4 separate regions of the Sus scrofa genome follow, and regions 1, 2 and 3 are each linked to region 4. Evidence: chromatin contacts called from public HiChIP or PLAC-seq data. All regions are on one chromosome and are shown on one strand. The core of a region is the stretch at or near the end of the contact, and the rest is flanking DNA. Distances in the headings are between cores, read along the strand shown.

Region 1 (6,275 bases), core at 922-3,421, 400 kb after region 4:
GTAGAATCTTAGAGTTGGAGAGAACTTCAGGTATCAGCTTTCTTCTGGTTTAGGAATCTTTTAAAAAATATTCCTGACTAGATCATTTGGGTTGTTAAAGGCTTTCAGGAGCTCATTTCATTCAGGCAGCCTGTCCATTCTTGGTCAGACCTACGGTAATTTTTTTTTTTTTTTTTTAAAGGCTGCACCTGTGGCATACGAAGTTCCCAGGCTAGTGGTTGAATCGGAGCTATAGCTGCTGGCCACAGCCACAGCAACTCGGGATCTGAGCTGCATCTGCAACCTACACCACAGCTCATGGCAACTGCGACCTGCACCACAGCTCACCGCAAAGCTGGATCCCCAACCCACTGAGAGAGGCCAGGGATGGAATCCGCATCCTCATGGACACTAGTCAGGTTTCTGAACATCTGAGCCACAATGGGAACTCCCAGACCCATGGTCATTTTTGAACATGGCCTTGACTAGCCCAGAGTGTGCCTTCGTGGAATTAGAAACGGCACTGCCCTTGGGACTGTGCAAGGTTGGGCAGGCTGGAGGTACCCACGTGAGGAACTGTTCATCAGGAGGCTCCCCCGGGCTGTTCACATGGTGCGTGCAGAGTTGGCTGCCCTCTAGGCATCTTTGTGTGAAAATAAAGGTGAATTGAGTGAGACAGCGGCCTCGCCTCATCCTCTGAATTAACATCCACTTGTAGCACAGATTGCAGAGCTTGGGAGCTCTGGCTTTGTCCCCGCATCGATCTCCCTGTGACTTTCATGCGTTGCTTCCAGTTCTGTGAACTTGAGAGGATGAGGTAAATGCCAGTGCCTTTTTGATACAACAATCATTCGGTATTTGAAGAGAGAGAACTATCACACTGCTGCCGAAGGCTTCTCTTCAGGGAAACTCTCATTCTTTGGGGAAAGGACCTGCTTTTGAGACTCTGATTCGTTCTCTCCCCTGAAGATGGAGGCTGTTTTTTTTTATCTCCTCTCTGATCAGAGCAAAACCCTCCATGTGTGTTCTGGTTCATGAGGTAGACATTTCCTTTGCAGCACATTTACTGTATTGCTATGAATGAAGGCAAAGATAGATGCATTATTTATTTATTTATTTATTTATCTTTGCCCGCTGCATTACCCAATTGTCAGCTAAAACCTTCAGGCTCGAGGCGCTTCTCGTTATGTACAATTTAGTAGTTTCAATAACCAAAGAATTCAGGACTTTTTCTTTATCCCTGCTTTTTTTTTTTTTTTTTTTAACATCGTGTTTGCTTGTTATTCAACCGATGTTAGCATGCTTATCCTCAAATAGTGGGCCATCTACTCTTTGTGCATATTTTTCATGTTTTTATCATACAAGCACCAATATGAATAATCAATCCTTTTAATTTCCTTTGCATCATTTAGACTAAAGCCTCAGTTCGTTTTCATAGCGTTGGCACAGCGTGAGGCCACCTTGCGTTTTTTTCCTTTTTATGCATCTTTTGCTCCCAGAGCTGCGTTCATACATCAACTAGATTTTCCCGCCGCTTTTGGCTGGTGCCAGCAGTGGCATCACTGTGTCAGCTAGAGCGAAGCTTTCTGCGTGTACCAAGCATCTTACGAGCAGCTTTACATCTCTTGGGAAACTCCAAGTGCATTAGAGTGTGGCGCATGCTTTTCTCAGAGACAGGACAAGGAAGCCGGGAAGCAACCCTTGACACGGAGGGGCATTGCCTCGTGGCCACTCTACCTTGCTTGGTGACACTTCCTGTTTAGCTACTAAATAGAAGAGCTCAAACATATCAAATTAAAGTGTTTGATTTTACCCCAGGAGACATGGCTCCTTGTGACCTAGCGAAACAAGTTTATGGGTTGGCACGAACTGTTTCGCTGCTTCCAAGGAAACTAATACATTTGAAAAGATTCAGTGGTGAGGCCCATGTGTGAAGAGAGTTTTAGGGAAATGCAAAGCAAAGTGGATGAGAGGTCCTAAACCTGAGGTCCCTTGAAAGACATCAGATCCTCCATGGCTTGATCTAAGGGACGATGACCATCTTTTTTTTTTGTGTTTAGTTGGTAAAGCCCCATCTCCCTAGCAGGGTAGGCAAGCATTTAAGGCTAGAAGTGGAGTCCCCTCTCCCCTGGCTTAGTCTCCTTGGGTTTGCTCTGTTCTAGGCTGCCATCTGGTGGTCATGAAGGATCAACCAGTTACCCCGTCAGGGAAAAATTCCACCAAAGCAAAGGCATGGCCATTTTGTGGTTAGCTCTTGCCAGTAAATATGCCACAGGATTATTTATTTTCATTTTCTCGTGTGCATAAATCAGAGTGGCAGTCTGAACTTGACCACGCTTATCACAGTCTTTAAAAATACTTCAAGTATTTTGACCTAGTGCTACCATTTTCAAAAATATATTTCAAAGAAAGGCATGCAGACAGATTTATGTGTCAGCATGTTCCACCAAGTGTAATTTATAATGGCAATTTTGGAACTAATCCAAATGTTCAAAAATCAGGATTGTTAAAATTAGAGTGTTTCATTCCATGGTGCGCTCATACTTTAGAGTAACGTTTAAAGACATGGGAAAATGTTTATGATAGATTATGAAGTGAACAAAACCAATGAAAACTCCACGATCCTGGTTTTGCTTTTCTGAATATTTCCTCCTTTCAAAGTCATGAAAATGTAATACTTTTGGAAGCAGAAAGCCAAAAAAAAATCATAGCAAATATATAAATATGGTTACATGCACAGCAGTGTATCTGTACCAACTTTTTTCAAAGTAACAAGTCCTTTAAGATATCTCTCCTGAAACTTTGTTCAGTAAACATGTTCCTATAGAAAAATCGGTGCAAAAGGTCATGAACAATTGCCTCACTGTTCTGATGATCTTAAGTAATAATCCAGGAAGCTTGAGCCTGCAGCTGCCACTTGAAGTTTGCTAATGGGTCTCGTGGTGGAGACAAAAAGCATGTTATTTCTTGCATGACCCTTGACTCATTAACTTGTTCTAAGGCTTATATTTTGCTTCTAGGGGTTGTTGGTGGGGCTGTGGAAGAAGATGCTGTTTAAATCACTGTGCAGCGTGTGCCATCACCGGGGCTCAGTTTTATAATTGGACAGAGTCCATTTAAAGCTTTTTCGAGATGTAGCTTTGAGATTTTTCTCTGTACCCTGCACAGGTATAAATAGACTGCTTTGCTGGCTTCGCTGGGAGATTTGCCCAGAAAGAGAAGGTTAAAGGGATCTCACAGGTTTTCTTAAATAGGAGCATCTGCCCTTGGCTCTTGGGAGCAGCCACGGGGCGAGCCAAAGCCACCTAGGTGTCCCTTTCATGGGGTTTTACATTTCATAGCTGTTTGCTTAATAAACTCGGGCGCAATTTCCACATACATGGTTAACATGCTCTCAGGCACCAGGTGGCAGGTCCAAGAAGAGGAAGATCATTTTCAGAGCTCCCCGCTGGCTCAATAAACACTTTCCAGTTCTCCTAATGAGATGGTGAACCTCTTTTTATCATTTAGCCCTGGGCTCAACAAACCTCTCATGGATGTTACCGGAGCAGTTTATAATTTCCACTTTTATTAGTGTCAACACCATTGCTGTTAGATTGACAAACAGGAATTCAACTAATCCTTCAGCTTTACAGTTGGAAATAGATCCCCTTCTGTATCTTTTACTGCATGAATTCTGCTAAATTCCTGGCTGGGCATAGCCAGTGTTGCTACGTAGTCATTTTCAAAGAAATAGGAGTGAAATCTGAGTGTTGTACATTAACCTATGTGTGTTTTTAAAACAGGTGCCAAGATAAATTGACTTATTCCTCTGACTGCTGTCTCACTTGGCTGGAAATATGAGTGTGTGCAGTAGACTATGGTTAAGTGAATGTAAAACATTTTAAGTTATCGAGTAGTTCTTCCTCTCCCGTTGGTCACGTTTCAGGAAGGAATTCAATAACTACCCATTGGCTGCTTTTCTGTATTGGTGGTGTTTTCTTTTCTCTAAGTAAAACATTCTCAAAATAACATTCCCTGGGAGATAGGATTCAATGCACACATATTCACTTTATCCATAGCCCTTTGTATATAACACAAGTCATGTTCTAATGTCATCAAGATTTTTAAGATAAAGTGGATGGAGGAGATTAGTGCCAAAGTTACAGAAAATCAAGGACAGAGAATTTGCTTTTCAAAGTTAGACCTTTTTTTTTGCGTGTGTGTGTCTCTTTGCCTTTTCTAGGGCCACTTCCTGCAGCATGTGGAGGTTCCCAGTTTAGGGGTCCAATCAGAGCTGCAGCTACTGGCCTACGCCAGAGCCACAGCAACGTGGGGATCTGAGCCGAGTCTGCGACCTACACCACAGCTCATGGCAACACTGGATCCTTAACCCACTGAGCAAGGCCAGCGATTGAACCCTCGACCTCATGGTTCCTAGTCAGATTCATTAATCACTGCGCCACGATAGGAACTCCGAAGGTTAGACATTTCTAAAGTCTCATGTGTTTTAACTTTATGTAAAATTTTAACCTTTAAGAAATTGTTCTCACTATTCCTTCTGCTTAATGCATTTGGCTACTTTCTGAGATTTATCATTCATCTGAACTTTAGGGGAAAAAAAATCTTCCCTTCTTTTTTGGGTCAAGGAAGATGAAGGAAAAAAACAATCTTTTGCTTAAGTGTGTTGAGTCTAAATAGTTAGCCTAGAATTTCAGATATTAGAACTCCATGGTTTAGATGTCAAGAACAAACTACATGTCATTAGGTCTATTTCTAAGCTTTATAAATTGGGGAATAAAGTGAGAAGAAAAGAATATAGACTCATCAAATATGTTAACATAATATTAGTTCTAATTTATTGAGTCCCTACTACAGCTTGTTTTTTCAGAGCATGGAATATATAATATATATATATATATATCATCTAGGAGTTCCCACTGTGGCACAGTTGGGTTAAGAATCTGACTGCAGGAGTTCCCGTCATGGTGCAGTGGAAACAAATCTGACTAGGAACCATGAGGTTGCAGGTTTGATCCTGGCCTTGCTCAGTGAGTTAAGGATCTGGTGTTGCCGTGAGCTGTGGTGTAGGTCCTAGACGTGGCTTGGATCTGGTGTTGCTGTGGCTGTGGCCTCAGCTGGCAGCCGCAGCTCTGATTAGTCTCCTAACCTGGGAACTTCCATATGCTGCAGGTGCAGCCCTGAAAAAAAAAGACAATTAAAAAAAAAAAAAAGAATCTAGCTGCAGTGACTTGGTTCTCTGTGAGGAACAGGTTCGATTCCTGGCCTGTGGCAGTGGATTAAAGGATTCAGTGTTGGTGCAGCTGAGGCATAGCTTGCAGATGCAGCTTGGATTCAGTCCTTGGCCTGGGAACTTCCATATGCCATGGATGGGGCCATAAAAATTTTATATATAAAGTTATATATATATATATATGTGTGTGTGTGTGTGTGTGTGTATATATGTATATGATTTAATCATCTAAAGTAGTCCATTGCCCAACTTTTCCTTATCAGTCTAGTTTACAGCACTATCCAATAAAACTTTCTGTGATGATGGAGAAATTCTGCATCTGAGTTGTCCAGGATGGTAGCCACTAGCTGCACATGGCAAGGGAGGACTCAAAATGTGACTGCTGCGATCAAGAAGCTGAATTTTTAGTTTTAGTTAATTTTAATCAATTTAACTTACTTAAATAGCCACCTGTGGCTACTCTATCTGAGTAGAGTAGCCCTGGTCTACAACTGCTTGTATTATCCTCATGGTACTCAGCCCAAACTGCAATCGCCTTTTAAATTTTATTTCTTTCCCTGGTAGTTGTGTACCTTTTCTTCACTGGGTTGTAAGGCCCCTGGGAGACCTGGTCTATCTCTTTCTCAGCTGTTATCTTTACTACCGAGAATAGAGAATTGAGCAAAGTATGCACTGGTATTCAAATTAGTCATTAAAACATTCAAGGATGTTATTGTTGTGCACCTTGCATAGGTGATCAGGAGCAAAGAGGGAACATACCTTGTGATAGGTGGCAGGGATCTGAACTCTGGACTGACTCAATCTCAGAGTCCTTCCCTTTTACCAATTAGCCAATCATGGCTTCACTTGAGGCTCCAGAAAGACGAGCCCCAAGCATGGAAACTGTATCGGTTGAATTAACACAGAAAACCTAGTAGGCCATCACTGGCTTTGGTTGTTGGTATTCTGGCCAGAAATCTTTCAGGCATTTGGGTTAAGGCACTATCCCAGGAGCATATATATTTACAATTGAGGAATCATATATATGTTTTTTAGGGCTGCACCTGAAGCATATGGAGGTTGC
Region 2 (5,569 bases), core at 2,253-4,752, 360 kb after region 4:
TCACGGCAACGCCAGATCCTTAACCCACTGAGCAAGACCAGGGATCGAACCCGAAAGCTCATAGTTCCTAGTCGGATTCGTTAACCACTGAGCCACAACGGGAACTCCGGGCATTTTTAAATAGATGGGACCATAGGACCCTGAAGGCAGCAAAGCCAGTGGTGGGCATGAAGGAACTGAGGAGAGGGGAGAGCTGGAGCTGGACGCTGCCCTCAGCCTGTGGTCCCACTTGGCTTGTATTGTCATATGGGGGCAGTACTCCTGTGTGCCTAGATGCTGGCCTTAGAGGTGTTTGGTAATGATTTGTAACACAGTCATGCTGCTTTTCTCCCACAATCCACCTGGAGAGAACTGAAAACAGTCCAAGGTTCTCTCTTCCTTCTTTTAAAAACATGTGAATAAGCGTAGAGATCTTTTGTTGACAGCGCACGTGAACTTGCAAGCGTCCATCATACAGGCTGGAGGAAATGCTTATGTATACGTAATGAGGAGATTTCTCAAACCAAGGAAAGTCCCCTGCCAAGCCCTGGTTCTGGCTCGAAAAAGCATCACCTTAAGAGTTTTATGGAACCTAGAAATTATTATACTAACTGAAGTTAGTCAGACAGTGAAAGACAAACATCACATGATGTCACTTATACGTGAAATCTAAAAAAAGGATACATATGAGATTATCTGCAGAACAGAAACAGACTTACAGACTTTGAAAACAAAGCTGTGGTTACCAAAGGAGACAGGTGGGAGGGAGGGATGGATTGGGGGTTTGGGTTTGGCATATGCACACTCTGGTATATGGAAAGACTGGCCAACCAGGACCTGCCATATAGCACAGAGAACTCTACCCAGTATTCTGTGATAATCTGTGTGGGAAAAGAATCTGAAAGAGGGTGGATGTGTGTACAGGTATAACTGAATCACTCTGTTATACAACAGGTATAACTGAATCACAACCTTAAAATCAACTCTACTTCAAGAAAACTTTGAAAAACTGAAAAAAAAAAAAAAAGAAAACTTCAAGCCTTTAATGCTGAAGAGGTAAAAAAAAAAAAAAAAAAAAAGCAAGTGCCTGGTGAAACTAACTGGAGCTTTGCCATGGGAATGCCAGGATGATCCACTGAAACACATATGCCACGTTCATTTCAGGAACCTTCTCCCATCTCTCCTTTATGGGCTTTTTCTAGAAATGTTGTAGTTTAGTCTCTAAAAACACTCCACTTTGGGATGGAAAGGACCTCGCAAGGTATTTATGCCTATTCTTTTATTATTTTCCCAAGAACTTAATGCACGCAGGTAGCTTTTATAACACACTAACTCCCAGGGAGATTGCTTCAGAGGCATAACCTCAGTGGAAAGCCTGAGGCTACATCACTCTGTTTGGGAGATGTACTCAGAGACATTGGGGGGGGGCGCCCCAGAGCTGGGAGGCTGTGATCTTTTGGCTCTGCCCTCACACATGTGCAGGGATGGGAGCGAGTTTGATCTGCGGTGGGCAGCTACCAGTCTCCTCACCCTGGCGGTGAACAGGAAGGGCAAGGTTCCTGCCGCAGGAAGAGCAGAGCTAAACTCTAAAACTGGCCTAAATAAATAAATAAATAAATAAAATTAAAAAATTTTTGAGCTCCTTGGTGGGGAGTGGGGGTGGGGAGGAAGCCTAATAGGGTTAATCCCAGCCAACTTCCAGAGTCGTTTAAAAAAAAATTAAAATGGAAAAGATAAGCCACTAAATAAAACAAGCCTACCTAGTGACTGTACCGGCTCACTGAAGGGTTTCTGAGCCTGAAGCCTCATGAAAGGATTTCTAGCGAGGAGAAAGGAAGGCGTCTTTCCTGCCCTTTCGTAGATGTCTCTCGGCGGGGCGGGCGATTGCGGGGCTCGGGAGAAGGCTGGCTGTCACACTTGCAGGGATGCACGCGCTCCCAGTCTGGCCCGACGCCGCGCGGCCAGAGCCGCCCGAGCCCTGCTCCTGAACCTTCTGCGGACGCGCCTCCAAATGGTACAGACGCCAAAGGGAAAAGGGAGCTTTCTCAGACGTTCAGCAAGTAGAGGAAAAAGACTCCCTGTAGCCTCAAGTTGGGCAACTTTTCCTCAAAACTGCATTAACCTTTGTCAGCTGCCAGGAAACCCCTAGCTTCTTGTGTCCACAATTGCAGGAACCAAGCAATTCAGGAGGAAAAACAGATATAGATATAGATACAGATACACGGACTACTAGCATGAATCAATGGTTTGTGGATGTGGCCTTGAAATATTCTTTTATCTAAACATAACAGTGTACCGCGCACGCAGGCTGATTTTTCTACCGGTGCCTGATCCACAGTCGGCCTGCATTTTCTGCAAAAATTGGGCACCCTAATCTCAGACTCAAAGCGCTCTTCTGACTCTCTCCTCGGCGCCCACCAGGCCGAGCTCGGTCCTCCCGCTCCTTTCTCCCCAGCTCCCGCCTAGAGGCCGCTGCCGTCCGTGGTCCAGAGACCCGCGCGGTGCGCGTGGGAAGCCATCCCCAAGGAGCCAAGTTAGCAGTTTCTGCCAGGGCACGCATTCGGGGGAGCTCCGGGCCACAGGGTAAAATTGCCACCCCGGCGGTGATAGCGAGCTTAAGCCGCCGGATCCAAGCAGCTGCCTTGGGATTGTTAGCGCCGCATCATCCCCAAGCGTTAACTAGGAAGGGACGCCAGAGGCCAGAGACCAGAGCCCACCAAGTCTGGGGAAAAGCAAACCAGCCCCGCAGGGCGCACGGCCCGAGCATTAGCTTTCCCAGATGCCACCCCTCCCTGATTCTTCTTCTCATCCCTCTCGGGTCCAACCGCGTCAAGAAGTCTGGTGCCCAACTTTGGGCGGGTGTGCTCAGAGACCCGAGAAGCCTCTAGTCGCAGTCAGTGTCGCCAACCCCGGGTTCAAAAGCGTCGCGCAGCCACCTGTTTCCCAAAGCCCGGAGTTCGTGTGAGAGCGAGCGGCGGCCGGAAGAACCCAGTCACCCCCTCAGTCCGGCTCGGCCCAGGAGCTCCCCAAATGCTCATCACCCCAAATCCAAGTGCGCACATATCTCTGCGCAACACCGGAGGCTCGCGCCACTCCGGCTACCGGCGCGACTTACTTCCCGGTCTCCCCGCTCGAGCCCCCGCCCCAGCGCTGGCCGTGCGGCCCGTGTCGCCCCGGCCCTTCCTGGCAGGACGGCGCCCCCAAAATACCTGCTGTGACGATGAAGAGAGCGAAGAGCGTCTTGCGGACCATGGTACCGTGGTGCTTAGTGCCAAACCCGGCGCGGGCGGCAGGAGAGTTTGCCAGGACTGACAGAGCGCACCGGGCGCGGGCGGCTCCTCCTCTGCCCGGTTGGCTACTGTGGGAGCCGGGCGGCCGGGGCGGCTCGGGCGGCGGGAGGGGAAGAGAGGCGAGCGCCGCGCGGCTCCGTCAGCTGCGTATCCTCCGGCGCCCGGCGCGCTTCTGCTCCATCCCAGCCGCGGGAGCCGGGGGCCGCCTCCGCCGCCCGACTGCCGCCGCCAAACCCCTCCCACCCAGGCCCCGCGGCGATGACAAGGCCACCCCTGGCCTTTCCTCTCCCGGCGGCGTTCAGGTCCCGGGAGTCCTGGCCCAGGGCGGCCTCTGCTGGACAGTCGGGGCGGGAGATCCGAGTTTTGAGCGGGTTCAGCGAATGTTTGGGGCCGCTAGGCCTGTGCTGGGAGCTAAGGGAACGCAGTGTAATGGGAGCGGATTTCTGCCCTCAAGAATTTATCTCACCTTTTCTTATGTGGGTGATAACCTTTAAACAGGTTATGCCACCTCCAAGAGCCAAGACCCCACTTCCTAAGAGAACGTATTACATTTCTTTCCAAGTATGAGAACCTTTTCCTTTTCCTTCATTTCTCCGGATGTTCCTGCGTATACATTAAACCTTCGCACACGTTCAACCCCACTGCATTTCCTGGTGCCTAAGTCAGGGTGTCTGTTATCATATTCAGCTTCTTTCTAGAAGAAACAGTATTAATGTCAGGTAACAGTGGTTCATGGGCCCATTCAGAGCCAGGCACCCCATTTCATGTTGTATCGTGATACCTTCCAACGACCCTGGGACATAAGAATTCTTATTCCATTTTGTAGATGAGAAAACTAATGCACAGAGAAGAGAAGTGATGTGCTCAGGATCACATGGCTAGTAAAGACTGAATCCCGTAATTGAAGAGTTTGTGCACCAGGGCATAATACCAAAGGCTGACATTTCCTGAGAATGTCTGCGTGCTGGACGACTGCGCTGTACAGGTATCAACCCAGTCATGGTCTCAGAACAGTCCTTTGATGTGGGCACTCTTATGTCTTCATTTCCAGGGGAGAAAATGAAAGCGTCTGGAGGTTTAAGTACTTGCCCAAGGTCACACAACCAGCTAATGGTACAGATAAAACACATGCCCGCGAACTCTGGGTCATCTCTGTACTATGCTCCTTTTTCAAAGTCCGAAGTCTCTGTGTGTTCACACAGATCAAAGCTGACCCTTCTCTTAATGCTTCCACCACCTTAGAGCTGCTTATTTCTATACCTCAGCCAGACCAGATGCCAGAGCAGCTCCCAATGTATGTATTAGGAGCCCGGTGGTCCCCTAGTCCCTGGAGATGGGATGCTGCAGGAATTAAGGGGCATCCCTAAAGAACTGGTTTGTTCAGGACCATCACTAGCTCTGGAGAAGAGTTTTCTTCTTCTGTGACTTCTTACCTCCTAGAGAGAGCCTCGGGTTTTCTTTTCTCACTCTTTGGGGCCTCCCGGCTTTGTCTGTGATGATATCAGTTCCTCTCACTGACCCCACCATTACCACTTGTCACACTTCCACAGCTGGATTAAACTGAGCTCATAGTGTTTCTTTTGTCTTGGTACATGTATTGATTCTCGGTGAAATGAGGAGTAGAAATATTACAACCAAATGCCCTCCCATCCAACCACCCCGGCCAAAGAAACTGCAAATGCAATTTATTAAACAAGTTCTCTTAATGCTTTTGACCTTCAAGTCCTTCTGGTTTCTTGTGTAATCAGTGTGATTATGAACAATTTCTGCATCTGTGCGGTGGCTGTCATGGGGGCAGGGACCACACACAGATGGAATTTTGTGGGCATATTCTATAAAGCCCTGGTCCTTTTAGAGAGGGCCATTTAAGTAAGTGACTGTGTGACAGAAATAAAGATTTTTCAAAAACACTTCACAGAAAAAACTAATTGAGATTCAACAACACTGTAATGGAATTCCTGAGTAGTGCAAAGGATGTGTGACTGGCTTTGATATCTAAGAGGATGGTCTGGTACCCAAAGGATGGTGATTCCCACACATGAATCAGTTAAAATATCTAAAGCTGTTCATTGTACCCAAATCAGGGTTGAAAATGATTTCTTGAAGCAAAACAATTCATTTTTATGAACAATTCAAACTTTTATTAATTTAATGAAAACATAGTTGATCACTTACTAGGTGCTTGCCATGGATTTGGTGGTAATAGTCAAGATCAGTAGGGTATGGTGCTGTAATGAACCACTGCAAAGTCTCAGTGCCTTAGCAAGAAAGGTTTATGCGTTGCTCATTGTCATCTTCTG
Region 3 (5,603 bases), core at 2,252-4,751, 340 kb after region 4:
GAGAAATTTTACTCAAGATTTTTCATGGTGGGAGGTGGGGGAAGGTAAGAACAGAGTTACACAACCTATAACAGAGAACAAGTTAGTGAAAAATGCCCACTAATATCAACGTTTTCCCTTCTTACACAGCAAATTCAGCTCATGTGGCCTCTACTTGCCCAGGAATACCCCTAACTCCAACTTGTCTATACCCCAGACCCCTCCAACTCCCATCTTCTGCAACTTCACACCCATCATCTTGTGCAAGGCCCTTGCAAAGACCCGTCTACACAGAGAGCACCTGGAGACAGTACATAAGAAATAATTTTCTCAACGAGAAATATCTTTTTTTTTTTTAACACAAAAGAACGTTTTTAAAGAACTCTTCTACCCACAATCTATCAGATGAGACTGGAACATGATGTCCACCCATGCAAGATGAACTGGAGAGGTGAGCAAATTGTCTTGGCCTTGGCGTCTGGGGACAGGATGCGTGACCAGGAGCTTATTTTGCCTAAATGTACAGCATTGGCTTCCTTCACAGTCACATTTACAAGGCAATCGCACATTCACTCATTACTTTCCTTCTGCTGTTTGTCACTCACTTCCTGGCTATGTCCGAATTACTCTTCAGGCAAGATGACCCCTAAACCTACCAGAGAAGTAGAAACTAACATAGAAATCTCAAGGGGACAGGCCATTCATTCACCCACTCAACAAACAATTATATTTTGTGTGCAGTTGCTAAATCAGCCAGTCCCTACCCATAATGCAGCTTTTCTTTCATTGATTTATGGTTTAATTCAACAGATATTTTCTTAGCTCCTACATCATGTCTGGGACTGGACTAGAGCTTAGGAGTGGTAGGAAATAAAATGGAATAGAATCTATGGTCTAAAGAGATTGATATTAAACAAATAATCATAAAAATTAAGTATCAGGGAGGGAGTGGGATGGCTGGGAGTTTGGGGTTAGTAGATGCAACCATTACATTTAGAATGGATAAGCAATGAGATCTTGTTGCATAGCACAGGGAACTATATCCAGTCTCTTGGGACAGACCATAAAAGGAGAGAATATGAGATAAAGAATGTATCTATATGTAGAACTGGGTCACTAGGCTGTACAGCAGAAATTGACTCAACACTGTAAATCAACTATACCCCAATAAAAATTCACTTAAAAAAAGTCCAAAGAAATGAAGTATCATTTCAAGCTCCAGTAAGAATCATAAAGGAAACATTAAGGAGAGATGTAATGAGACTTACTTTGTGTGTGTGTGTGTGTGTGTGTGTGTGTGTGTGTGTGTGTGTCAGTGTGATTTGCAGGGTTTAGAGAGAAGCTGATTTTTCTGAGAGTAGGGGTTAAGGAATGCTCATCTGAGGAGCAGCTTTTGCAGGAGAACTGAGAGATGAGTAAGTATGAGCTAAGCTGATTGAAAAGCACAGTTCAGACTAAAAGGTGAGCCTGAAGGAATATTCTAGGCACTGCAGACAGATGACAATGTGTCTGGAGCACAGAGACCTGTAGGATGTGCACAAGCAGGCAGGGGCCAGGTAAAGACCATGTTCAAGGTGTGACGGCAACTGCTCAGGAGGATGAATTAAGGACTTCCTTCACCTCGCAGAAGAGCGCAGCGAGAACTGAGAATAAATAAATGCTAGCTGGCCAGCTTTGCACCCTCTCCCCTGCTGCCCGAAGCCCCCAGGGCCCCAGGAAGGAGGAGATGGAGGCAGCAAACCCACAGGTCAGCTCCCTGACACCATGGACCATTCCTAACCCAGGTCTGCTACGGAGAAGGGCTGACGTTTCTCTCCGCAGAGGAAGGAAAGACCTGTGTTTGTAAATCAGGTACCACCACAGTCCCCCAGCAGATCTGCCCCTGAGTTCAAGGATAACTGACTATGCTGTTGTTGCCAAGACTCAATAGTTGATTGAATAGTTGTCTGCACCTATTCATCCGCCCTTAACCAAAACTCTACTAAGTCAGTGGTTCAGTCTCCTCGCTATTCCAAGGGCAAAGAATTTGGGCTCATGTTTTGTAAATAGTACATGAAGGTCCATATTTTGGTTGACATTTTGGTTCAATCCCCAGGGAAAGTAGCCAAAAATAGTGAAAGTATAACAACAACAACAAAGTACTAGTTATGAAAACAGTGGTCTGGGAATTTTGTATTAAATGAGCTGCAATATTAATATTTCCCATTAACATTTGGCAAAACCAGGAACTCAAATATCTCTCAGTGATGTGGAGAACACCCTGTGGTTGCCAAGGGGGTGGATGGGGGGAGTGGGGTGGACTGGGAGTTTGGGGTTGGTAGATGCAAACTATGACATTTAGAATGGATAAGCCATGAAGTCCTGCGGTATAGCACAGGGAGCTATATCCAATATCTTGATGGAAAATAATATTTAAAAAAGAATGTACACATATGTATGGCTGAGTCACTTTGCTGTACAGTAGGAACTGGAACAACATTGTCAATCAACTATACTCGAATTAAAAACGTTTAAAAAGGTCATGTAAATGGAAAACCATATCTGTCAGTGAATTATGGATTACTGAGGATCTACTGGGTGTAGCATGCATAGCAGGAAAAAAAAAAGGAGCAGAAATGTACATGATGGGGAAAAGAGAGGTGACTGTTGGAGCTCTCAGATCCCATGATGCATGGGAAATAGGAACTTTCTAAAGTGGAAGCGCTAATCCAACCAAACTTCAGGATAATAAGAGCCCAGGCCAGGAAGCCAGAGGACCCACTGGATTCTAGTGGTAAGTCTGTCATTAACGATCTGTGTGACCCTGGGAAAGCTGGTTTCCCTCTCTGAGCCTCTATTTCCACATCTGCAAGATGGTGATGGTGAGGGAGAAGGAGAAGGATGTTTGTATCAGTCGCTAAGATCTTTTGCACGTGAAACATTTTATGATTCCATGCCTCTAGACCTCGACTGTCTAATACAGTAGCCATTAGGCATGCGTGGCTACTTAAATTTGTTAAAATGAAGTCACATGAGAAGTGCCATTTCTTGGTTATACTGTCACATTTCCAATGCTCAAGAGCCAGAGGCAGCTGATGGCTAATGAACAGGCTCGTGGAGAAAGAGAACATGTCCTTTATCACAGAAGGTTGTATTGGACAGCTCTGCTTTTCTTTGTAAAAGACACTTGAGAAGTCTCATATGAAGTTACTGATTTTCTTGTAAAATAAATTAACTACTGCTGGGATGAAGACAACTACTGAGAGCTGACATTTATTGAGCTCTGCCATTGCTGGAATTGCAGCAATTAGGTTCTTTTGAGTTAATCGTCACAGCAATCCTCTGAGATAGGTACTGTTATTTTCTGCATTTTAAAAATGAAGAAGAAAACAAGATTCAGAGTGACTCTATGCATTGTTCAGAGCCATGTCCTAAAAGTGGCAGAGCTAGGCCTTGAGCCCACTGACTGTTGTAATCCAGACTCAAGATGTTTCATCCTGGCCCCAAGCTTGGCCTCTGGTCTTGGTGTCATATGGCCAAGCCTCATGTATTCCTCATGATCCCCCTGTGGCCACTGGTCCTTTGCACATGCTTTCTATAGCATGCCCTCTCACTCCTTCTTTGTTTGGCAACTTCTTAAAATAGAACTAAATATTACTTCTCTATTTGGCAAAATAGTTACCCTATCAGCTTTTAGTTTCCATTACGCTCCATTCAAGCCTCAAACATGGAGCCCACCAGGCTGCATTATAGTATCTGTTTGCCAGTCTGGTCACCCACCAGACTGTTAGTGCCTTCAAGACGAAGGGTGTGCCCAGTACCCCCAGTCTAAAAAGGGTGCTGAGTCAATATTTGCTAAATGAAATGTCACAATGTCTTTCTTTTTTTTCTGGTCTTTTTGCCTTTTCTTGAGCCGCTCCCATGGCATATGGAGGTTCCCAGGCTAGAGGTCTAATTGGAGCCGAAGCCACCAGCCTACGCCAGAGCCACAGCAATGAGGGATCTGAGCTGCGTCAGCGACCCACACCACAGCTCACGGCAACGCCAGATCCTTAACCCGCTGAGCAAGGCCAGAAATAGAACCCACAACCTCATGGTTCCTAGTCGGATTCGTTAACCACTGTGCCACGACGGGAACTCCCCCGCAATGTCTTTTTAAGATTGTGTTGCCACCTTTTCCAACCTCTCCAGCCTATCTAGATGATTTCCATTTGTGGTGGAACTTGCAGCTTAGATGCATTCATTATTTGCAGGCAGAGGGCTCCAGGGCCCTCAGGCAGGAAGCAAAGTTAAATACATACACTCAGGCATACGTCCATAATCATTTTGCAGACAAGTAATTCTTCCCAAGTCCCTTGGCAAGCAGACTGTCATTTGCAAGGCAGGAACTATGGACACTTGCTACCAAATCTGGTGCAGTTCTGTCCAGGCCTGGGCAGAGCACCGGGCTACTCGTCCATGGTGTCAGGGGCCATTCAGAAACACCGCAGGCCAACAGGCTTCAGCTGGGCTGCTATCTTGCTTCAAGCCCCTTCCCTCAACAGTACTGCAGCAGCTCTATAAAGCGATGTTAAAATTTATTCCCAAGGGTCTTGGTGCAGAGTTAAAAAGATACCTGGTCACCCCACACATTCTCCCAGGGAGCAGAACAGCCCACCCTTCTCCCTACCTTGTGGCTGTTCACCCCAGACAGAAAATGGAAGGAAAAAGGTTATTCTTGCCCTCCCTGTCCTCTAAAATCATCCAGGCACCTCTATTTAGAGTCATCTTTTTGACTTCTGCATTTTAAAAAGAGCTCAGGTAGGTCAAAACCTAAAATTAAAAATGAACAAACAACCCCCCCACCCCGAAGAACAAAAAATCCTAATCAATGGACCAAACAACAAAGTCAGATGTATTATCAGAATAAAGTGTAGGGAGAGAAATATTATTTATTAAAGATATCCTGTGTATCAGGATTGTTCTAGGTAAATGAATCTCTTATCATCCAACACTCCTAAAAGGTAATTTTAATGATAATGTTTTACTGATGGAGACAGGGAAGCCCAGAAAAGAAGTGATGAAAAATTGAAAGAGCATGGGTTGAATGACAGAAACATCTGGGTTCAAATTTGGGATCCACGAGTTCTGTGGCTTTGGAGGAATTGTCTGACCTCCTCAAGCCTCTGTTCGCTCATTCATTTAATTTTTAAGTTTTTTATTTTTGCTTTTTAGGGCCACACCTGCAGCATATGGAGGTTCCCAGGTTAGGGGTCGAAATCGAGCTGCAGCTGCACAGCCTACACCACAGCTACAAGAAGTAGAGACCAGTAGCACTAACCTTCCAGAGCTGCGGTAGAGTGGTTTAAGAAAATGCCTCTAATGTGCCTAAACACTGTGGCAGGCATCTTATTAGATTTCATGTTAGTTTCCCTTCCCCTCTGCTTGTGTGCTAGAGGGCAGAGTTGGAATTCAAAAGCAGGATCACAGGCCCCAAACCAAGTTCTTTGCAGATCCATAAGGAGAACTTTTCTGAGCTGCTTCTCCACCATTGTGGTGATAGAATCAAAATATGAAGCTGAGCCATTCTTACCTTGTACTCGCAAAACACTCTCTATTGTTTTATATATCCATGCCCAGATGTAAATCTTTTAGAAGTCAACATC
Region 4 (6,303 bases), core at 2,696-5,195:
ATGTAATTGTAATGTATACATGTAAGAATAACTTGATCCCCTTGCTGTACAGTGGGGAAAAAAAAAAGAATCTGGATAATATCAATACCAGTACTGTCATAAATAATTTAAAAGAATTATAATTTAGAAAGTAAAAATAAAATTAATATGTTTTATTTCATCTGGAAGCTTGATCAGATTTAAGTTGAATTTTTGCCAAGACTACTTATAGGTTATGTTGTGTTTTTCCATTAGGAGACATATAATGGTTGGCAGCCAATGATGATTATTATCTTAGATTCAGTACTTTATTAAGGGTTGAAGATTATTATTGTTATTATTATTATTATTTGTGTGTGTGTGGCACCTGCAGCATGCAGAAGTTCCCAGGCCAGAAATCAGACCTGAGCCACAGCAGTGACTATGCAGGCAGGATCCTTAATTGCTAGACCACCAGGGAACTCCTATTATTCATTCTTTATCTGTTAGCCTGAATGTTGCCATAAGGAGAAACTCCCCTCATCAGCTTGGTCATGTAAATGACAATTGTGGCTGGATGTTTTCATTTTGTAAACCATTGCTTTAAAATCTTGTAATAATCAGTAAAAATGCCTCCTTTTTTTAATGGCGAGAGTTCTATGCAGATTATAGTTATTCTTAAATTTCTTAAAAGTTATTTTTGTTTTTTATCATAAGAGTAAACACACATTCATGATAGAAAATATGGAACAGTAGAAAGAAGGGAGGAAAACAGTGGCCTTGAATTTTATCACCCACAGACAACCCTGTGAACGTTTCGGTTTATTTCCACACTATCTCTTGTCTAGGCGTTAAAAGGACCCTGTTTGTGGTTGTAGTGTCTTGCATATATATATCTTGCTCTTGTTCCTGTAATAGAGCAAGCATGCTTATAGTAATACAGTCTCTGTAAACATTATTTAAATGTCTTTCACAGTATTTCAGTTTATAGATGTCAAGCATTTTGAGTGTTGCTGATATCTTTTCACTTGTAAATGTGCTATGATGAAGAGTGTTGTATTTCAGAGGCCATCCCTAGGAAATGCAGTTTATTTCAAAAAGCTATGAAAGGCTTGTGTGCAATGTAGCAAAACAAAATCAAATAAGAACTCCATAATCTGAGAACTATTCATTCAGTCACCAAATATTTGTTGAATTTCTGCCATGTCTCTATTCTAAGCACTGGGGATACAGTGGTAAGGAAATAGACATGGTCTTTTCTCTCATGGGACTAGTAAATGGGCTGTCTGTATTCATGGTTCTGTACCCCTGAATCCCACAAACCATGGATCTAAAGTATTTTGAAAAAAAATTCCGGAGAGTTCCTCCAAAAAGCAAAGTTGAATTTGCTACATGCTGGCAATTATTTACACAGCATTTACATTGCATTTGGTTATTACAAATAATCTAAAGATGATTAAAAGTATATGAGAGGATGTGCATAGGTTATTTGCAAATACTGTACCATCTTCAGCCATGGATTTTGGTATCCTTGGGGTGTCATGGAACCAGTCCCTGTGGATACTAAGGGGCAGCTATTTCAGAGTGTGTATGGAAAGACAGACAATGAACAAGTAAATATTATTTTAGACAGTGATAAATACTATGAAAGAAATAAAACATGGAGGGGCAAGAGTAGAAAGAGTAGCTCCTTATTGGCTAGAGACTAAGTTTGGAATTCTTGGAGCTATTGGGGAACAGGGATGAAGGAAGCAAAAAATAGGGCATCAAAATGTATGAATGTTCTATTGGTAGAAGAGAGAACAGACATTTCAGAATTAAACGAGGTATTCCAGAAAGAATCCTAGGAGTTTCCTGGTGGCTCAACAGGTTAAGGATTTGTTGTTGTCACTGGCTCTGGTTACAGCTGTGGCGTGGGTTCCATCCCTGGCCTGGGAACTTCAGCATGCCACATTAAGCTAGGGGGAAGAAGCCAGTCATGAAGAACCACATGTAGTATGATTCTATGAAATGTCCAAAATAGACAAATCCATTGAAACAGAAAGTAGAGCCACAGGTCGAGGGAAGTGAGGGATGGGCTGTGACTCTTACTTATTACAGAACTTCTTTTAGGAAGTGATAAAAATGTTCTAAAATTGATGGTGGTAATAACTGTGCAACTTTGTGAATATACTAAAAACTGCTGAGTTGTATACTTAAGATGGGTACATTTTATGTTATGTGAGTTGATATCTCAATAAAGCTGTTATTAAAAAGGACCTGCCAACACCACACTCAAAAATGTTTCTAGGGAGTTCCCTCTGTGGCTCAGTGGTAACCAACCTGACTAGTATCCATGCGGACATGGGTTTGATCCCTGGCCTCGCTCAGTGGGTTAAGGATCTGGCATTGCCGTGAGTTGTGGTGCAGGTTGCAGATGCGGCTCAGATCCCGCATTGCTGTGGCTGTGGTGTATGTCAGGAGCTATATCTCCCACTGGACCCCTAGCCTGGGAACCTCTATGTCCCACAGGTGCAGCCCTAAAAAGACAAAACAGACAAACAAAAAACACCACTAAAACCAAACAGAATGTTTCCAGATGAAATGACATGATGCCTGGGATTTCCTTCACAATAATCCATTATTGGGAACTAAGGTTCTAGATGAAACAAGACTGGCTGTGATTTGATAATGGTTGAAGCTGAGGTAAAGGTATGAGGAGATTTGTTTTACTCTTTTCTCTACATTTTTTTTTTTTTTTTTTTTTTTTTCTGTCTTTTCCAGGGCTGCACCCGCGGCGTATGGAGGTTTTCAGGCTAGGGGTCTAATCGGAGCTGTTGCTGCTGGCCTACACCACAGCTACAGCAACTCCAGATTTGAGCCATGTCTGAGACCTACACCACAGCTCACAGCAATGTCGGATCCTTAACCCACTGAGCAAGGCCAGGGATTGAACCTGCAACCTCATGGTTCCTAGTCGGATTTGTTAACCACTGAGCCACGACGAGAACTCCTATTTTATCTACATTTTATATTTTACATAATAAACATTAACAGTGTATTTTTTATTTAAGTACCTTTGGTTCTAGGGTAGTTATTAGCAGGTCATAAACATGAGAATCAGAATGGCTTGATTAATAGCATGACTCTGGAGGAATTCTTCATATTTTAAATCCTAGCTTTGCTGTGTGACTCTGGGCAAGCCATGTCACTTCTTTATACCTCAGCTTCCTCATCTATAAAATGGAGGCATAAGAGTTCCCATTGTGGCTCAGCAGGTTAGGGACCCGACATAGTCTCAGTGAGGATGCAGGTTTGATATGTAACTTCACTCAATGGGTTAAGGATCCGGAGATGCTGCAAGCTGTGATGTAGGTTGCAGATGTGGCTTGGATCTGGTGTTGCTGAGGCTGTGGTATAAGGCTGGCAGCTTTAGCTCTGATTCATCCCCTAGCTTGGGAACTTCCATGTGCTGCATGTGTGGCCATACAAAGAAAAGGGGAAAAAAAAAAAATGGAGGCATAAATCACCTACCCGGGATGTTATAAGGATTAAATGAGTTAATATTCACAAAATAATTGGAACACTGATACTTAGTAAGCATTATGTGTATTTATTTTTTCATTAAAAGGAATAAAGGGATACTGGTTGCAACCCATTAAACTGACTTATGTCAAGGAATTCAGTTTTGGTAACATTACTGCCTTCATGGAGCTTGGCTGTTTCCTTCTCAAAACCTGCTTCATTTTATGTTTCTGGTAGCTTGTGCAGGGGGATGATGTTTGCACCGGCACCTCCATCATCTTGCTCCCCTGAGTGTGGGTGTCCTCTGTGAAATGAAATACCTTGTTTTGGGTATTTTCACTCACTCAAGTGAAACGCTTTTGATCGACCACACATAGTTGATCACAAACAGAATGAGTTCTTCCCTATTTTTAAAGAACTTTTATCTTTCCTCTCCTCTCGCTTTAAAATTGAGAATATGCTTTCGCTTTTGCTTTTGAAACATCCACACTTGCTACACATCTACAGAGAGACAAGAGCTGTTGACATGCCCAAAGGAAAGTGCCGATCAGATGCTAAAGCAGATGAGGCACTGATGGTCGGCCTGTCCTCCTCAGCTTGCTGTTCCCAGACACTTAGCATCATTTGTCAGATGCTCTGGGAATGCATTTCTATAGACTGCGTTGAAATCGGCAAGTTCCCTCGGGCTGCTGTTCAGTGCCACCTAACACTTGCAGCTGACCCTGGCAGCATTTTCCTGCCTGCAGTGGAGTGGGAGGAGATAGGAGATAACTGTGCTTCTCAGACGTCATTATGTTAAGTGTTTCCTGCTTTGATGCTTGAAAATGCTCTCTCTGCCCTGCAAGCACGTGATAACTCTAGTTAGAGGGCCAGGTACAGAGTTCCTTTTCTCTATATCGATGGGTACTTTTGGGGTCATTTGTTCTTGTCAGGAAAGATTTTCCCTGCCTTTTCCTCCGTGGCTGAAGCATGACTCTTGGTTCTAACTCTGACCTTGGGTTGGGTCCATGGATGACCTCTGTGGAGATACTCTTGACTTTGCAAAAGGAGGCATCAGTGTTTCCTTGCCACCCACTAACTCACTTCTCACCCACTTTAAAGTCCATGAAGGCTAGACATGCCTCTGTTCCTCTAATTTTTCAGTAAGCTTTGATTGATTTTCCAATACATGTGGAATACCTGCACTCAAGGCTTTGGGGTCTCCACAAAAATGAAGAAAAGAAGAAGTAGGAAAGGTGGTTTTTGTCTTTGGGGAAGACCAATTTTCTAGTTGGAGAACTAAAACGTACGTGTAAAATTCTCATGGCAAATGATCTAAGTGTTCAGTGTCCTAAAATACTTTTCTTTCTTGCTTGTAACATGTATGACATTCACCAGGCACGGTCATTTTCCATGTGCAATAGAAACTTCCCCTATCTTTCATTCTACTACTTCTATGTTTGAATCCTCCTGTGTAGGAAGCAAAGCTCTTTATTTTGATGCTTCTGTGTCCTTCACCCACCCTGACACACGCTCCACCTCCCTCATTTCCTTCCTTCCTTCTTCTGATTCTCCTTCCCTCCTTCCCTCTCTCTCTCCCCTCTCTTCCTTTCCTGGTATCTGGATTGAGGTAAAGATTTTATGTGAAGCATCGATATACTTAGGCTTACTCTTTTGGGTTTATTAGACCAGCACCACTTCACATCGACTCCCAGCTGCATCCCGGCAGGTGGTGAAGCAGGAGATGAGCCCGAAGACAAGAGCCAGGTCATATGATGTAGCACTTGTTTGGCAAAATAAGTTTGGATTTTATCCAGAAGGTAACAAGTGGTTATTTATTGAATATTTACTATAGGCAGGCACTGTTCTAGGCACTAAGGATATAGCAGTCAGATGGGGTCCTTACTTTTCAGGTGCTTATATTCCAGCGGAGAATAATGAACATAGGAATAGGGAGTGATACGCGTTATGAAGAAGGTAAATAGCGTATTGTTAAAGAGAGCGCCTAGCGTTGGGGATGGTTGTTCTAGTTAGAGTGGTCAGATCACGCCTTTCTGAGGTGATGACATTTGAGGTGAGGGCTGAAAATTAGAAAGGAGGAAAGCTATTCTAGGCATGAGGAACAGCAGATGCAAAGGATCTGAGATGAAAGCAAGTTTGGCACCTTTAGGGAGAGAGAAGAGGGCAGAGTGGTTGGACCACGGTGCTGGGTGATGAGCAGAGTGAGATGAATTCGAAGAGTTTAAAGGGTGGCCAGGAGTACTTTTGTGGGAGCCATGCCTCCCAGACTCTGCTTCTCCTCCTGGCTGTGGGTCTGCTGGTTGGTGGTAACTGTGGCAGAAGGTAAGGGGTTTGTTTTTATTCTACTATGGATCCACTAATTAATAAGTTGTGTGAAAAGAAAATTTTGGCTCTGCGATTATACATATCCATGGATTGGGATTATTTACGTTGGCTCCCGTCAGCCTGTGTGGTTAAGGAGAAAGAGGCTGAATTTTATCATCTGAAGACCTTGGTCCTAGTCTCCGCCCTAGCTCTGCGATTTTAGATGCCCCTAACCTCTCTGCCAGTATTAGGGGGGTTGTGAGGACCAAATGAGCTCTCATGCAAGAAAATCTCTTTGGGGAGTTCCTGTTGTGGCACAGTAGAAATGAATCCCACTAGTATCCATGAGGACGTGAATTCCATCACTGGTCCTGCTCAGGGCATTAAGGATCCAGCATTGCCATGAGCTGTGGTGCAGGTCACAGGTGTGGCTTGTATCCTGCATTGCTGTGGCTGTGGTGTAGGCCTGCAACTCCGATTTGACCCCTAGCCTGGAAACTTCTATATGCCACAGGTGCGGCCCTTTAAAAAAAAAAA

Evidence for each region. HiChIP or PLAC-seq counts read pairs in DNA pulled down with a chosen protein or histone mark.
Region 1: a contact with region 4 is called in an H3K27ac HiChIP or PLAC-seq map of alveolar macrophages. The contact joins two enhancer-like sites. A contact is called at or near these places in 2 of 47 Hi-C or Micro-C datasets (embryonic fibroblasts and heart right ventricle) and 2 of 2 datasets of contacts at active chromatin or transcription factors (alveolar macrophages and skeletal muscle).
Region 2: a contact with region 4 is called in an H3K27ac HiChIP or PLAC-seq map of alveolar macrophages. The contact joins the promoter of PARM1 here to the enhancer-like site in region 4. A contact is called at or near these places in 2 of 5 promoter capture datasets (fetal skeletal muscle and liver), 7 of 47 Hi-C or Micro-C datasets (brain, embryonic fibroblasts, fetal skeletal muscle and 2 more) and 2 of 2 datasets of contacts at active chromatin or transcription factors (alveolar macrophages and skeletal muscle).
Region 3: an H3K27ac HiChIP or PLAC-seq map of alveolar macrophages shows a contact between it and region 4. The contact joins two enhancer-like sites.

The regions. Positions count from the first base shown.
Region 1 is chr8:70,745,302-70,751,576 of Sscrofa11.1, reverse strand. No RefSeq gene overlaps it. Among named protein-coding and RNA genes, the nearest start is that of PARM1, 40 kb to the left of the region's middle. Within about 2 kb of position 2,171, at least 8 of the 83 cell types and tissues checked have an H3K27ac peak or open chromatin away from gene starts, as enhancers often do. A contact at or near this core is called in alveolar macrophages, where this site is marked.
Region 2 is chr8:70,786,067-70,791,635 of Sscrofa11.1, reverse strand. PARM1 (prostate androgen-regulated mucin-like protein 1) reads right to left here and starts at 3,502. Exons shown (of 5, transcript NM_001243716.1): 1 at 3,189-3,502. The coding sequence starts at 3,231.
Region 3 is chr8:70,806,984-70,812,586 of Sscrofa11.1, reverse strand. The region is part of intron 1 of PARM1 (prostate androgen-regulated mucin-like protein 1); the gene reads right to left. Among named protein-coding and RNA genes, the nearest start is that of PARM1, 22 kb to the right of the region's middle. Within about 2 kb of position 3,501, at least 1 of the 83 cell types and tissues checked has an H3K27ac peak or open chromatin away from gene starts, as enhancers often do. A contact at or near this core is called in alveolar macrophages, where this site is marked.
Region 4 is chr8:71,149,258-71,155,560 of Sscrofa11.1, reverse strand. It overlaps a transcript of RCHY1 not described here. Among named protein-coding and RNA genes, the nearest start is that of RCHY1, 29 kb to the left of the region's middle. Within about 2 kb of position 3,945, at least 19 of the 83 cell types and tissues checked have an H3K27ac peak or open chromatin away from gene starts, as enhancers often do. A contact at or near this core is called in alveolar macrophages, where this site is marked.